Regions from separate parts of the Mus musculus genome. Here all the other regions are linked to region 2. Evidence: chromatin contacts called from public Hi-C data. All regions are on one chromosome and are shown on one strand. The core of a region is the stretch at or near the end of the contact, and the rest is flanking DNA. Distances in the headings are between cores, read along the strand shown.

What was found. Hi-C and Micro-C count contacts between places; a contact is called where the count stands out from the background.
Region 1: a contact with region 2 is called in a Hi-C map of the N1E-115 cell line, with 8 times the contacts expected there. The contact joins two enhancer-like sites. A contact is called at or near these places in 1 of 15 datasets of contacts at CTCF or cohesin (the NIH/3T3 cell line), 27 of 484 Hi-C or Micro-C datasets (the C3H10T1/2 cell line, MC3T3-E1-derived osteoblasts, the N1E-115 cell line and 18 more), 4 of 115 datasets of contacts at active chromatin or transcription factors (embryonic basal ganglia, embryonic forebrain, embryonic midbrain and 1 more) and 2 of 9 other capture datasets (embryonic stem cells and embryonic tail).
Region 3: a contact with region 2 is called in a Hi-C map of the N1E-115 cell line, with 2.9 times the contacts expected there. The contact joins two enhancer-like sites. A contact is called at or near these places in 1 of 15 datasets of contacts at CTCF or cohesin (the NIH/3T3 cell line), 2 of 484 Hi-C or Micro-C datasets (the N1E-115 cell line and cerebral cortex), 2 of 115 datasets of contacts at active chromatin or transcription factors (embryonic fibroblasts and embryonic stem cells) and 1 of 9 other capture datasets (embryonic stem cells).

Annotation. Positions count from the first base shown.
Region 1 is chr19:55,913,093-55,917,673 of GRCm38.p6, reverse strand. Tcf7l2 (transcription factor 7 like 2, T cell specific, HMG box) reads right to left here. Exons shown (of 15, transcript NM_001331146.1): 9 at 195-320. Among named protein-coding and RNA genes, the nearest start is that of Gm52391, 23 kb to the left of the region's middle. Within about 2 kb of position 2,698, at least 43 of the 459 cell types and tissues checked have an H3K27ac peak or open chromatin away from gene starts, as enhancers often do. A contact at or near this core is called in the N1E-115 cell line, where this site is marked.
Region 2 is chr19:56,132,788-56,136,873 of GRCm38.p6, reverse strand. No RefSeq gene overlaps it. Among named protein-coding and RNA genes, the nearest start is that of Gm31965, 20 kb to the left of the region's middle. Within about 2 kb of position 2,568, at least 44 of the 459 cell types and tissues checked have an H3K27ac peak or open chromatin away from gene starts, as enhancers often do. A contact at or near this core is called in the N1E-115 cell line, where this site is marked.
Region 3 is chr19:55,989,593-55,993,799 of GRCm38.p6, reverse strand. No RefSeq gene overlaps it. Among named protein-coding and RNA genes, the nearest start is that of Gm52391, 54 kb to the right of the region's middle. Within about 2 kb of position 1,464, at least 32 of the 459 cell types and tissues checked have an H3K27ac peak or open chromatin away from gene starts, as enhancers often do. A contact at or near this core is called in the N1E-115 cell line, where this site is marked.

The DNA.
Region 1 (4,581 bases), core at 1,449-3,948, 220 kb after region 2:
CACGCCACAGAGATCTCTGAAGCAGCAGCGCGACAATCAGAGAGACCTGCTAGAGAGCATTTCCTCCGGATGGACCAGATGCTCCCTAGGAGCAAAGCAAGGAGAGGCTGGCCAGCCAGCCAGCAAACGGCGGCCATGGTGGCAGCTCATCACACAGGCCACAGATCACGATGAAACAACGTGGTAACACTTACGAGCTGTGGAGTGAGCCGACGTCACTCTGGGAGGATTCCTGCTTGACTGTCGGTGTGACGATGGCCGGGTGAGGGATGCCGGTCGTGTGCAGAGTGTGATGGGGAGGGACCATATGGGGAGGGAACCTAGAGGACAGAAAGCTGTGTAAATTGTCAGAATCAAAATGAATGAATGAGGAGGGATGTGTACACACTACTTTAAAAAAAAAAAAAGCGCAGTAACATTCACATGAAAGCAACCCAAGGCATATGAAACCTGTCAGCATTAATTAGTGATAAATTAAACATAATGATTCTCATAATGTCATTAAAGCCAGTCTTCCCCTTCATTATTGCTACTGACATGAGACATTACTATTTTTAACATCTTTAGCAAAAGACAAATTCAACGGATGTACTTGGGTGGAAAAGTAGGCTTGGACGGCCAGCCAGAAATCACACATCCATTTGGATTTTGAGTCATAACCTGCAGCACCTTAAAGACGGTGATTCCCTGCGCCCTGATCAGCGCTAGAAGAACAGGTGATATCTTTTGTTGTATATTGACAGCTAAATAAAATATTAATGTGGTTGAAATGTACATACATGTCTTTGACGGTGTTCTGAATGTCTCATTAGGCCTCATTCTGGTGATGCAGAGCAATCCAATTTTTATTCTTTCTTTTGTTACTGTGCCCACCGTTTGAGCATGGTATGAGAGAGTGAATGAAGCAGAGAGGGAAATATTCTTCTAGAGAGTCCTGTGCCACTCTCATCTTACGTCACGGGCGTTTGAATATGTGTGCATTCATTTTTTAGAAAAATGGAGACACACACACACACACACACTGAAGCACTGAATTCTGACTTACACGCCCTTTCTCAGTAAGTAATATTCTTACTGTTGCCTAGTAGGTTATTTGTGCCTCATTCAAAAGCCTTATAAATGATAAAAATTGTAATCGTAGGAAAAACAATCAGGAGTTAACAGCGCCTCTAACAGCACGCACTTCTGGGAAAGCTCCCCATTACACACTTCAGTCCTTGAAATGGCATTTCCCAACACACAATTTTGCCAGGACACAAAAGCTGATCTTTAAACCCACTGTTGCAAGAAGAGACTATCAGCTAGCTACACAGGACAAACAGCTGTCACATCTCATGATATGTTTGGTTTGTATGGTAGGAAGAGACCTCCTCAATTGAAGAAGCACACAGTGTGTACAAAAATAGGGCAAAGGAGGAGAAGGACAGATTGCTCAGGTGAGGCAAATCCAGGCTGGATTGAGGCAATGGCTGCCCTTCTAATAAGGCTAAAACCAGAAGAGGACAGCCACCACCCAGGGGCCAGTGCAGACCAGCATCCTGCTCTTGAGAAATGAGTTCTGGGAGTTCTAGGAGAGGGGTTTCAGTGAAATGTCATCACAGTGAGGATTTCAAAGGGTTCTTGTTTTTATTTACAAAGTTCCTCTGTAAGTGGATCAGAGAAACAAATAATATAAAAATGTTCGTTTGAAAAGGTATTTCAAAAAAAAACTTGAAGAATGAATAGGCTCAGTGTATCTTAACAGAGACAAATATATCCACAGAGAACACTCAGAAATCCCACCCTCTGGCCACCTCTGCAGACTTAAGGCAGAACTGGAGTTTGAAAACAATGACATGATTTAATAGGAATCAGAGAGGTTGGGGGTGCGAGGGGGAGGGGGAGAGAAAACCAACATCCTGGCCCCCCAAATACTGAAAAAAGGACGTAAACCCTTAAGCTCTGATGTCACATCCGTTCCTCCCACTGCTCCCAGCCCACAGAGCAAAAGCCACTTAAGAACAGAAGTCACCGGAAGCCCTTGAATGAAGGGCGGGTAGAGAGAAGCTTTTTACGATCAAAGTCTCAAATACATACATTTCCTTTTCCTGCAGTATAAGAATGTGTGTACAAACACATGAAGGAGAGAAAGACAAAAAAAAAAAACCCATGTGGGCACGTATGATCTCTGTATACATACAAACAGGAGGCAGGCAACAAGACTGGAGCTCATTTTGGGGTGGAGGCAGACCTGAGTACCACGGTAAAGAATGCACGCTCTCGAGTCCCTTGACCTCCACACGTTGATGCACGTGGAAAAGGCACAACAGCTGTACATCTTCACACAAGATGCATGCACCTTCACCCACGAACCCCCTTTCTGCAGACAACTGCCTCATAAAACACCCTCAAAAAAATTCTAAGCAGCTCATTATACACCCCTGTCTGCTTTTATGGCTGGAAGCCAGAATATAATGATGAATCTAAACTTGTTAAGGACAACTAATTTTTGTTTCTGGCTGTCTCAGGGGCCTCTCTCATGCTCACTCTCACTTTGCCTCACTGTTGACACGTTTCTGTGAGCGGCACGTCATCTGCCGGCCTTGATTTTATGCACAGGCCGTGGGATGCATTTTCCCCGTGTAGCCGTCCTGCTTTGAGTCGCGTGCGGATCGTCATTATTCTCTCGCCACCACCACCACCGCCCCCCCTCGCACTTGTAACATTTCATCTCTTCCTGCCTTATTTTTTGTGAGCCACGGTGCACCTACATTATGGTTTATACATGATCTCGCTCCCTTTGAAGCCGGCAGATTTCAGGGCCTGCTCTCGTCAGGAGAAGAGCCTTGCCCAATTTAGCAGGCTGAGGGCCCGGAGCTCCAACATCTCAATCTAAAGGGGGTCACAGGGTGGCACAAGTGAGTGTCAGCAAGAGCTGTTTAATTGCCAATCTAGGCTTCTCCATGGTGTTTAAAGTATAATGACCCATCACTTAATTCTGAGAAGTCCTGGCCCTGCTGCTGAATAGAATAAATATCAAAGGGTGTTCTGGAACAGGGCAAGCTGCCTACATTCGCTATAACTGCCATACGTATAATAGACCTATACTTCTGTCACCCCATTACCACAATAATGTATTTAATTTGCTGTATACGCTTTCTAACTAGCTACCTTTCATTTGGCCTACCTGGAGAATCGGCCACCCCCCGCCCCGTACTGCCAGCCCCCAACCTTTCTTCCCACCACCCCCTTCTTTCCCTCCACCCTCTGCGACCTATAAATCATCAGCTAGCCTCCTAATGATAATTCAATCAATAAGCTTAACCCCCAATCCCCATCCTACGATTACTTCATCGCTTTCAACCTCTGGATACGCAGAACAAACAAGCAGGAAAAGAATCAGAAGCGGCCTGTGAACGCCGGGATGGAGCTGGGATCATACGCAGGCCCCTCTCCTCTCCTCCCAGGAGGTTCCCCGTTTGCTCTCACGCTTTCCACGGACTGTGACGACATTATCTAATGAGTGTAACCTTTCTGCTTTCTCCAGCGGAGAGACTGCAGAAAATCATTTTCCTACCTAACTCATACAGGCGCGGATTCCGAGATCCAGATGATCTATCACACGTGGGGAATGGGTCTTTCAAGCCCCACGATATTCATGCGTTCACTAGAAACTCTAGCCACACTGTGGCATGCTTCTGTCAGTGGGTGCAAGTCCCACGACAAAAGTTGTTTTCCTGCAAGCAGGGAAGGAAGCATGCCAGGCGCCCTTTGCAGCCCCTTCTCTCATTTTGGCTCCCTGTATTGGCCACAGAGGCCAGCTGGGGGACAGCATCCGTGCCGTGCAGTGCGTGCTAATTGAATCAGGGGGCATCATCCAAATGGATCGGTTGCTTCAGCCCATCAGGAAAGTCTAAACCTCCACCGATTTAATTAACTCAACGGAAAATCGGATGAACAGAAACTAAAACTATCATTAGGGGCAATTAGTGACTACTTAAACATATCGCTGCCAACCAGTTTGTAAATAAACTGGCAGTCACTGAAAAAATTAGCCAGAATTAATTAGAGAGAGGAAAATGAGTCCTGGGATACATATATACACTGTATATACGCTTATGTATGAGTCTGTAGGTATGGATGCAGACATAGTTTCTTTACAACTCTCAAAGATTTAGCAGCATGTGAAGGTCAGTAATGGATACAATGTGTCACGGAAACGGATACAATGTGTCACAGAAAACATTTTACCATGGGTGACCTTCTTAAAGTGATTTGACATGTAAGTGGGGGGAGGGGGAGGGGAAAAAAGGTAAAAATAATGTAAAATGTAAAATGCAGAGTAGCTCCCATCAGGTTTCTACTGGACATGGCCGCTCTGAGGGGCTAGACTATAGCTGATTATACCAAACTCTGAACCAGCGTCTGAAATGGTCAGAGAACACCCACCAGTGTTTCCACAAATTCTCTGAATAATAATCATAAGTTATCTTCATTTCCTCCCTCCTTACAGAGGACAACAGAGGAACGATGATTTCAAAAATGACGCCATTCCAGCTGCTTTTCCCTGACTTGGCTGCTGTCATCTTCAGAGAGTTATTT
Region 2 (4,086 bases), core at 1,319-3,818:
CTTTTCTCTCCACGTTACTTTTGGCCACAATGGGGTGTTTTGTTGTTGTTTGTTTTGTTTTGTTTTTGTTTTTGTTTTTTTACCACAGCAATAGAACCCCTAACGAAGCCATATGGCTTAGGAATGATTGGGCATAAATGCATCTTAATCACTTAGACTTTCCACTCGACTAGGCTCTCCTGGTATGTCTTAAGTGACAGACCCAGTAATCTCGGTTCCTGTAACATGGGTGTCATGGGATGGAGACCTCTACTGCCTAGAGCGGGGAGATGTGCTAGATAGATCACAGCAGCCTTACTGAATCACCCATGGTTCATAGGACACAAACACTGACTACAAACACCACCATACTTGCCCAAGAGCCCCAGCTAAGTAAAAGGACTTCAGCCCCTTCCAGGGACTTTATCAATACACCCTTTTTGTGTGGAATAAAACACCTCTTGCCCACGACTTGGGGCAAAGATTGTAAAAAAGTACTACTACTAATAATAATGATCTTGAGGGGGAAGAAAACACAACAGGGCTCCTAACGGCTCCCCACACAGCGCAGACTGTGTGGAAGCTAAGAGAGGCACTGATATCTTAGTCTTTTACAGCTCCATACAGCTTAGATTTCTTACCACAGCTATGCATTGTTTCATCCTAAGACATGGAAACAACGGTCCGGTGCTCAGGGGCATGCTCTGTGGAAACTGCCCAGAGAACCTTCTCCACAAAATAAAATAATTTAAAAAATCTTTCTTTTTGGGAAATTACTTCCTGTAGGAAGCCCTTCCAGGTGGAGCCTGCCACTGCTATTTCTGCAAGAGCTGCCCTTTGCCTTACCTGAGTGATGAACTTTGCTAATCCAGCCTACTACTAACCAACCCACCCTAGAGCTACAGCATCAGTAACAACTCAGTAAAAGGCCTGGGGAGCAAGGCCTACAAACAGTGCGAGCGAGGTGCCTGCTTGGTCTGAGCATTTCTCTCGAGGAGGCCAACAGTGTGTTACCAGTTTTGGCCTCCTGTCTTGTCTTTATGACATGTGTTCTGGTGGGACCAGAGCCAAGGGAGCCAAGAAACGCTCCAGAGGCCTGACCCAGGCTCAAAGTTCTGGGAAGCCTTCCCTCTACATGTGACTTCTTAGCTGGGAACTGGAAGATGAGGAGACAGGCTGATGAGGTGAGAGGGCTGGGGAGGAGGCTCCGTGGATTTGGGCTGAGCACACAGGCAGGCTCTGAAGAATACAATACTTAGTTCCCAAGGATAGGAGAGGAGGCCCAGCCTTCAGGAGCCTCAGAGCCTCGAGGGCAGGCATAGGATGGGGCCAAGTCACGTGATGTCTTAAAGAGTGTGGGATTTTAAACTTTTCCCTGAGAACAGTTCAAAGTTCTGGAGAGATTTCTCCTAATGGGCTTATTCCACTTTGCCCCACTGGGTCCAAACTCAATTCCTGGCAATTAATGGGCACCTTGTGATCAGCTTCATAGCAGAACCAAGCCACCCCAGAGAAGATCCTCTAAGCAAGGTGACATATGTCGCCTCTTCCCCGCTCTCTTTGTCTTTTGCTATCTAGTATAGAACATAAAATCTACCCAGGGAACTGTGGCAAGGAAGGCAAACTAAGTTAACTCTTCCGGCCTCACAGTCTTGCCCTGAGCTTCAAAATGGACATTGGATACCGCCACCCTGACCAGTGAGACAAGCAAATTAAAACTGGTGGGTCAGGAGTGGCTGGGGGTTTGCCAAGGACCCCCTGGCAGGTCCCAGGTACTCTGAGCATCATGCTTTGGCCGGTAGTCAAGGAAGGATCCCCCCAATCTCCTGTCTAAAATATGTATTTATAGGTTTAATTATGTGAATTCACTTGCCCTTTGCTCAAAGAAAGTAGATACAGGGGCATTTTAATGCTCCACAGAAATGAAACTGTGTTGAAGCCAGCCTGACCTCAGACCGAATGTCAGAGCCGTTGGATTTTTTCAGCAGAAACATAATACTTTTTATAGAATGGGAAGTCAATTGAGAAATCATAAAAAAAAAAAAAAAAAAAAGTAGAGTTGGGAAGGGCTTTGTGCTCACCAGGGTTAGGTCCCTAGAGCCACTGTAGCCTTGTTCCCTGTGGGGAAGGGTCTAATGTTTTGTCCACTTAAGTTTTAAATATCTCAACCAATGGCTCATTCCTGGGAATACCTCTCCCGGGGCGCTAGATCTGGCCCTGCCTGTCAAGGCCCCTTCCTTGCTCCTCCATCTCACTCAGCTCAATGATATAGACAGGCATCTGCAGCGTTTGAAGCAAAAAAAGCCTTGCCTTTCTTTCCCTTTCATCTCCATTTCTCCTACCTGTGGAAACTTCCAGATCTGGAACGGGGCGGGAAGGAAGAGGCAGAGAAAGGAGGCAAGCTGAATATTTGTTCTGAAAGCGGCCATTACAAGAAGCCAAACCCCAGGCCTGGAGCCGACATTTCAGCTTTGGGAACAGGCAGGATCCATGGAACCTGCCTCACTGAAAGCTCAAGGAACCAGCTCAGAGCGGAGCTGCCTCTCGCCGCAGTAGCTGGGACAGAAGGTGGCAGCACAGCACCAGGCTGTAAGGTCTGCAGTCGTTGGAAGCTGGGGACCATCCTAACCCTTCCGGGCGTCCAGATCCCTCCTCTAGCGTCAAGAGTGTCCTGCTTAGGCTAGGAGTGACCCAAAAATCAGCTTTTAAAAGGCAAACCTCAAACATCCAGAAGTGTTCGAACGTGGTCGATTTTCTATGTAAAAACATCATGTTGCTAGAGTTTAAAAGATTCCAAATGGGGTCATAGGGAGGATCCCAAAGGACTTAAACATATAAAGTTACCCTCTTATCCCATGTAGGTAATTTTTAAATAAATTCAGAATACGTGCATCTTTCTTCCTTTGCGCTCTACAGCACTTCTCCAGCCATCTCTGAATTTCCCTTTGGTGTTCCTGTTTTCATTTGCTGATTTAAAAAAAAAAAAAAAAAAAAAAAAAACTTGTTTGGTAGTGTTTGCATGTAGTCCTTCCAAAGCAGGGATCCACACAGTAAGCACTTCTGACTCAAGAGCTGGACCCCTGCTGGGGAGCCAATTAAATGCACTGCCCACCAGGGAGAGTGTGATATTTTTTATTACTTTCTAATTTCGGGCCCTGAAATGGCTTCAGTGATCAGAACGTTTTTTTCTGCCTTAGAAACCTAAAGGAGCCAGCGAAACGATGCCTTTGATTTGTATTTTATTTATATCGGTCCATACTGGCCAAGTGCACACTAAGGATTTCCCTGGGGCCTCAGAGGGTTGCAGGAGTGGAAAAGCAAGACAAAGAAAAAAAAAAAAAAAAAAAAAAAAAAGCACAAAACTTTCTCACCCAGTCGCCTCTGCAGAGCAGGGAACTGTCAGGAACACTGGGAAAGGCTTTTTTGAGAAGTCGGTGAACTGAGAAAAAATGGATAGAAGAATTGGAACAAAACCATTTCAGTGGATTTAAATCTATTTAAACGACAATAGTAAATCAAAGCCATGCCTCTTTCTCATTACCAGTGGCCCCAGTGGTAGGGCCTCATAAATGCTGGCTAAGAAAGACTTGTGTTCCTTTCTAAATACATTCACAGGAAGCCCCACCCAACCCAAGGTGCAAGGATGCTTGCTTCTAAACTCCTGTTTGTTTTGCGTTTCCTTCTCTTCTAAAAAGCATCAGCTTCCAGCAGAAAAGCTTCGAAGGGGCAAGGAGGAGATCCAAACAGACGCTAATGAGGAAAAGAGAAAGTGAAGTCAAACTCTCCCTGAATGCCTGGATGTTTATTTATTTATCTTTGCAACAAGCAAGGATGCTTTAAAATCTAGAAGCACTCCTGGATAAAGCAAACCAGACCAAGTAGCTCACAAAACACCAGAAGCTCAAATTCTGAGCTGTTCCAAATCCTATTCACCTGCCAATGGGGTCTTGGCTGAAAGTCCTCGTCTTTTGTTTTTTCTTTTGTTTTTGTTTTTCCCTTTTTTCTTTTCCTTTTCTCCCGACTCACTGTTTAGCCAGAAGGTAATTCTGAATGCTTATGGGGGAGGGGGGACATTCCTACTAGCTAGTGCTCCCCTTAAAAACAGGA
Region 3 (4,207 bases), core at 215-2,714, 140 kb after region 2:
TGACTGATGTGGGAAGATCCACTGTAACTGTGGACAGGATCACTCCCTGGGCAAGAGATGCTGGTCTGTGAAATGGAGAGTACAGGTAAGCATGGCTCTCCTCTGACCACAGACACAGTGACAGGCTGCTTCGAGCTCCAGCTTCTATGACTTCCCCACCATGTACCTTGAACTGTAAGCTGAGAAACACTTCTTCCTTAACATGTTTCTGTCAGAGTATTTACCATAGCAACGGGAAAAGAAGTTAAGACATCTACCTCATTGGAATCCTGACTCAAACAACTCTGTGTGTGTGTGTGTGTGTGTGTGTGTGTGTGTGTGTGTGTGTGTGTGTAAAAGACAGGTGGCAATGTGAACAACGTATATTGAATGCCATTGATAAATTATTGTTAAGTGTTTATGGTGTGAATAATCTTTTCTTAGGAGAGCCCTTGTTCTTTTTGGGAGTTCACACTGCAATTCAAACGAGATGGTGCTGACTCAAGGGAAGAGTGAAGCTACGGCTCGGTGTAAGACTGGCTCAAGGCCACGAGCTTGAAACCCTGACTATTCTCCATCTTATTCGTCACGGACAGTCAGTCGTATTGGGGTGTGACTTGGGAACCATGCAGCCTGCCTGAAGCATGTCTGCCATCAGCACGGCCTCGTTTTAATTACCCCTTCCTTAGACCCCATGTCCCTTAGTCATAATGCCCCATTGTACTCTGCTCTCTTCTGCAGCCCTAAAACTACTAGTGCATATTCTACCTCTGTGGATCTGTTTATTCTGGGCATTTCACCTCAATGAAATTACATAATGTGACTGGCGCCTTTTACTTAGCAGCCACGTTGCTGCCTACGCCAACACGTGGGTACTTTTTATGGCTTAATATTCTCTTTTATGACAGTTTTATTCATTGGCTGTGGGTTGTTTCTACTTTGGGGCATTTTAAGTGGAACTGTAATGAACAATAGTGTAAGCTTTTGTGTGCAAATGTCGTCATTTCTCTTGCCTGTATGCCTAGGAGTGCAGTTGTTAAATCATATGGTGACTCTATGTTTACCCATTTAAGAAACCAACAGTCTGTCTTTCTGAAAGAGGTATACCATTTCACATCCCACCAGCAACATCCTGTCTATTTTCAGACGTTCGAACTGTTCCACAATAAATTTTTTAAAAAATGCAAAAACCTGTCTGCATAGGCTAAAAGCCACCCACGCACAATCACGAAGTTGGCAACCGCGATTTGTTTTCTGTGTCACGTCTGCTGACATGGCCACCATGAGATAAGATCACAGCACCTTGCCATTTGCTGTCCCTTCCTGTGTTTTTAGATTTTTAGGTACATATCTTCTCCATTTCTTTTGGGAGGGTGAAAATCCTTGAGGAAAAAAACCCAAATGAGTCAGGTTACATGGTTCCCAGGCCAGAAGGAATGGGAGCCCCATTCTGCCCTGCCGCCCGCTCAGTAAAATGCCTGCGTGATGACTGTCCACCGTAATTACATAAAATGAAAGCCACAAAGGAAATAATTGCCGTAGGAAGGAGGAGAAAGGAGAGAGTCTTCAGAACCCAAGGTTAAATGCCGGGGCGTAAAGAGATGTAAACAAGCGAATTCTTTCAGCAGGACAATTTGGGAAGTAATGGCGCACAGAGCCACGATCTGCAGGGGACAGCGGGCACTTGGCTGCATTATTCTGTCCTAGGGTTCCATTTTCTCCTGTCAAGAGGCTTTGACTGAAGTCACAATTGTCTTCCAGTGAAAGGCTGAAATGCCACGTGGATGACTTGAGTGATGGGTCCTAACATCTTGGCTGCTCAAGAAAAAAACATGCTAATGGATTTATGCACTGAGTAAGATAAAAGGGAGGAGGAGGAGGCCCCACCCAGCCGCTGCAGCCGCATGGCACTGATGCCTTTTGGGATATTGCTAGAGAACTGAGCCTCTGTCAGAAATAAATTAATAAATACCCACCCTGCTCCCCTGTGTACCTGGTAAGAGAAACCTGGGCTCCTGGCCTTCACAAATAGCCTAGGCTGAGCTCTGGATCTCAGTTCCTCTCATTTCCTACCCAACTACATCTCTCACCTGACTTCCCCAGCAGCCCCCACTCTCAGACAGGCTAAGCATCTGGGGAGATCTCTAGGCCTACCAGATAAAACGGTCTGTTGTCATAGGAATTTACTAGCTTGATAGGATGCTCACATGGGCCCTGTCATGGGATAGCCAGGCAGGAGAAACTTCACGGGGTGTGTGTGGGGATAGCCCCAGAATATTCCTGATCTATGATGTGCCTGATTCAGTGAAGACCCTGAAGACTGAAGGTAGTAAGCTCTAACCACAGCTCGTGTGCTCAGCTGCGAAGACGGAAAGACCTGAGATTTTTATATCTTAGTGTTTTAGGAGATTGTGACAAAGAAACTCTTAGGAGTTTCTTTGGAAGGTAATGAGAGTGTACACTATGGGTTAAATTTTTATTGTCTGTGGCTATCACCAATGGGGAATAGGATCATGGTCCCTGGGGATAATATAACCCATCCCCTTTATACAGTTGAGGAAGGTAAAGGCCAGAAAGTGGATGAGACCTCTTACAGTTAGGAGAGCTAATCTCACTTCCATGCCACAGCCTAGGAAAAAGCCCCACTCAGAACAGCGAAAGGACCTGGAACTGGAAGCCCTCTCTTGACTGATGAATCACCACCTCCACTGGTCCACGCCCAGCTTCTCTCTGGCCCATCCTTTCCCATGCCCCCTCCCAACCTTGGCCACCACCTAGAGCAGGCTGCCACCCTCAGCTCAAACTCTGAGCTGTATTGCAATATCTCCCATTGCCCCTGCCTTTATCATTCCAAAACTGCAGCTACATGATGGTCAGCTACCTGTTTAGAACCCACCAGTGACCCTGGACCCCCTAAATCTCGACATTTACCCATCCCTGCCTAGCCCCTTTGTGAATCTACTGTGCCATCTTGGACCAGCCCATATCCTCACTCTACTGGTTCTGGGCACACTGACTTTTCTCTTTTCTATCACTCCAGGGACTCCCCCTTTGGAACAGGTATAGTCATCTCCTCACTTACTTTACTTGCCAGCACTGGATGCTACGCTTCCTCGGGGAAGTCGGCTGTGACCTGGCACTGAGCGGAGCCCCTATATTTTATGCTTTCACAACCAAGTTTCTTTCCTTGTGAACATCCATCTTGGTTTATAATCATATGCTCATTAGTGGGATGAAGCGAAGGCAGCCTGCGTCCCTAGACAATAAAACAAGTCTGTTCCGCCTCACTGTTAGTTCTCAGCACCTAGCAAGGTGCCAGATACCAGCCAGCTTATGAGCAGTCATTATGCACCTGTGTGACGGGACAGTTGTTACAATATTGAAATGATTCTGCATCCCTGACGGTTAACTCCTGCTGCAAACCTTCTCAGAATCCCAGGCCGCCCCAGCCAACATGTCCTCCCCTACCTTTCAGACCACCTTTAACCCACTAATTTCAGCAGTGTTTCTGCACCATGGGGTAACAATAGGCACTTAGTAATCATAAGAAATGATTGTAGTGCTATGAATTCAAACTAGGTCTTGTAACTTCCTTTTGGCTTTGTGCTTCCATCCCCTACTCGTGACTCTCAGCAAGTTCCAGAAGATGACATGGTCCGGTTCATTCCTGAGTCTTCAAGAGCACCCTAACTCTACATTAAACCTACAGGAGCACCACTGTGCCCCACACCTGCTTACCTGAGCCCTAAATCCACATGGTACAGCCAGCTCTCAGACCAGGGGCATGTAGGTTGTCTCATCACCAGCCAAACTCTCTAGGGACCCTTGCTTCAGTTGAAGCCCCTTTGCTCTTTAAAGGGATGAGACAGTCGGTCACCTCTCCCTACCAGTCCATCTTCCCTAAGAGAAGCAAAGTGTCAGACAGAAATCTTTCTTCTGCTGAAGAGGATGCTCAGGGCTGGGGATAGGCTCCATGGGAGAAGGTGCTTGCTCCAAGTATAACCACTAGAGTTGGAAGCTTGGGCCCTCATGCTGGCAGGAAAGGACTCACTTCTGATATCTACACAAGCGCGGTCCGTGGGCATGTGCACATACCTACACAAAAATCTAAAAAAAAAAAAAGAGTATTCACTTGTAACCCAGCGTTTATTCTTACTTATCACAATCTCAGGGGATGTTCTAGCTTTTGGGCATTGAGGTGATGATGTCTTTGTGAGGTTGGGTTTTC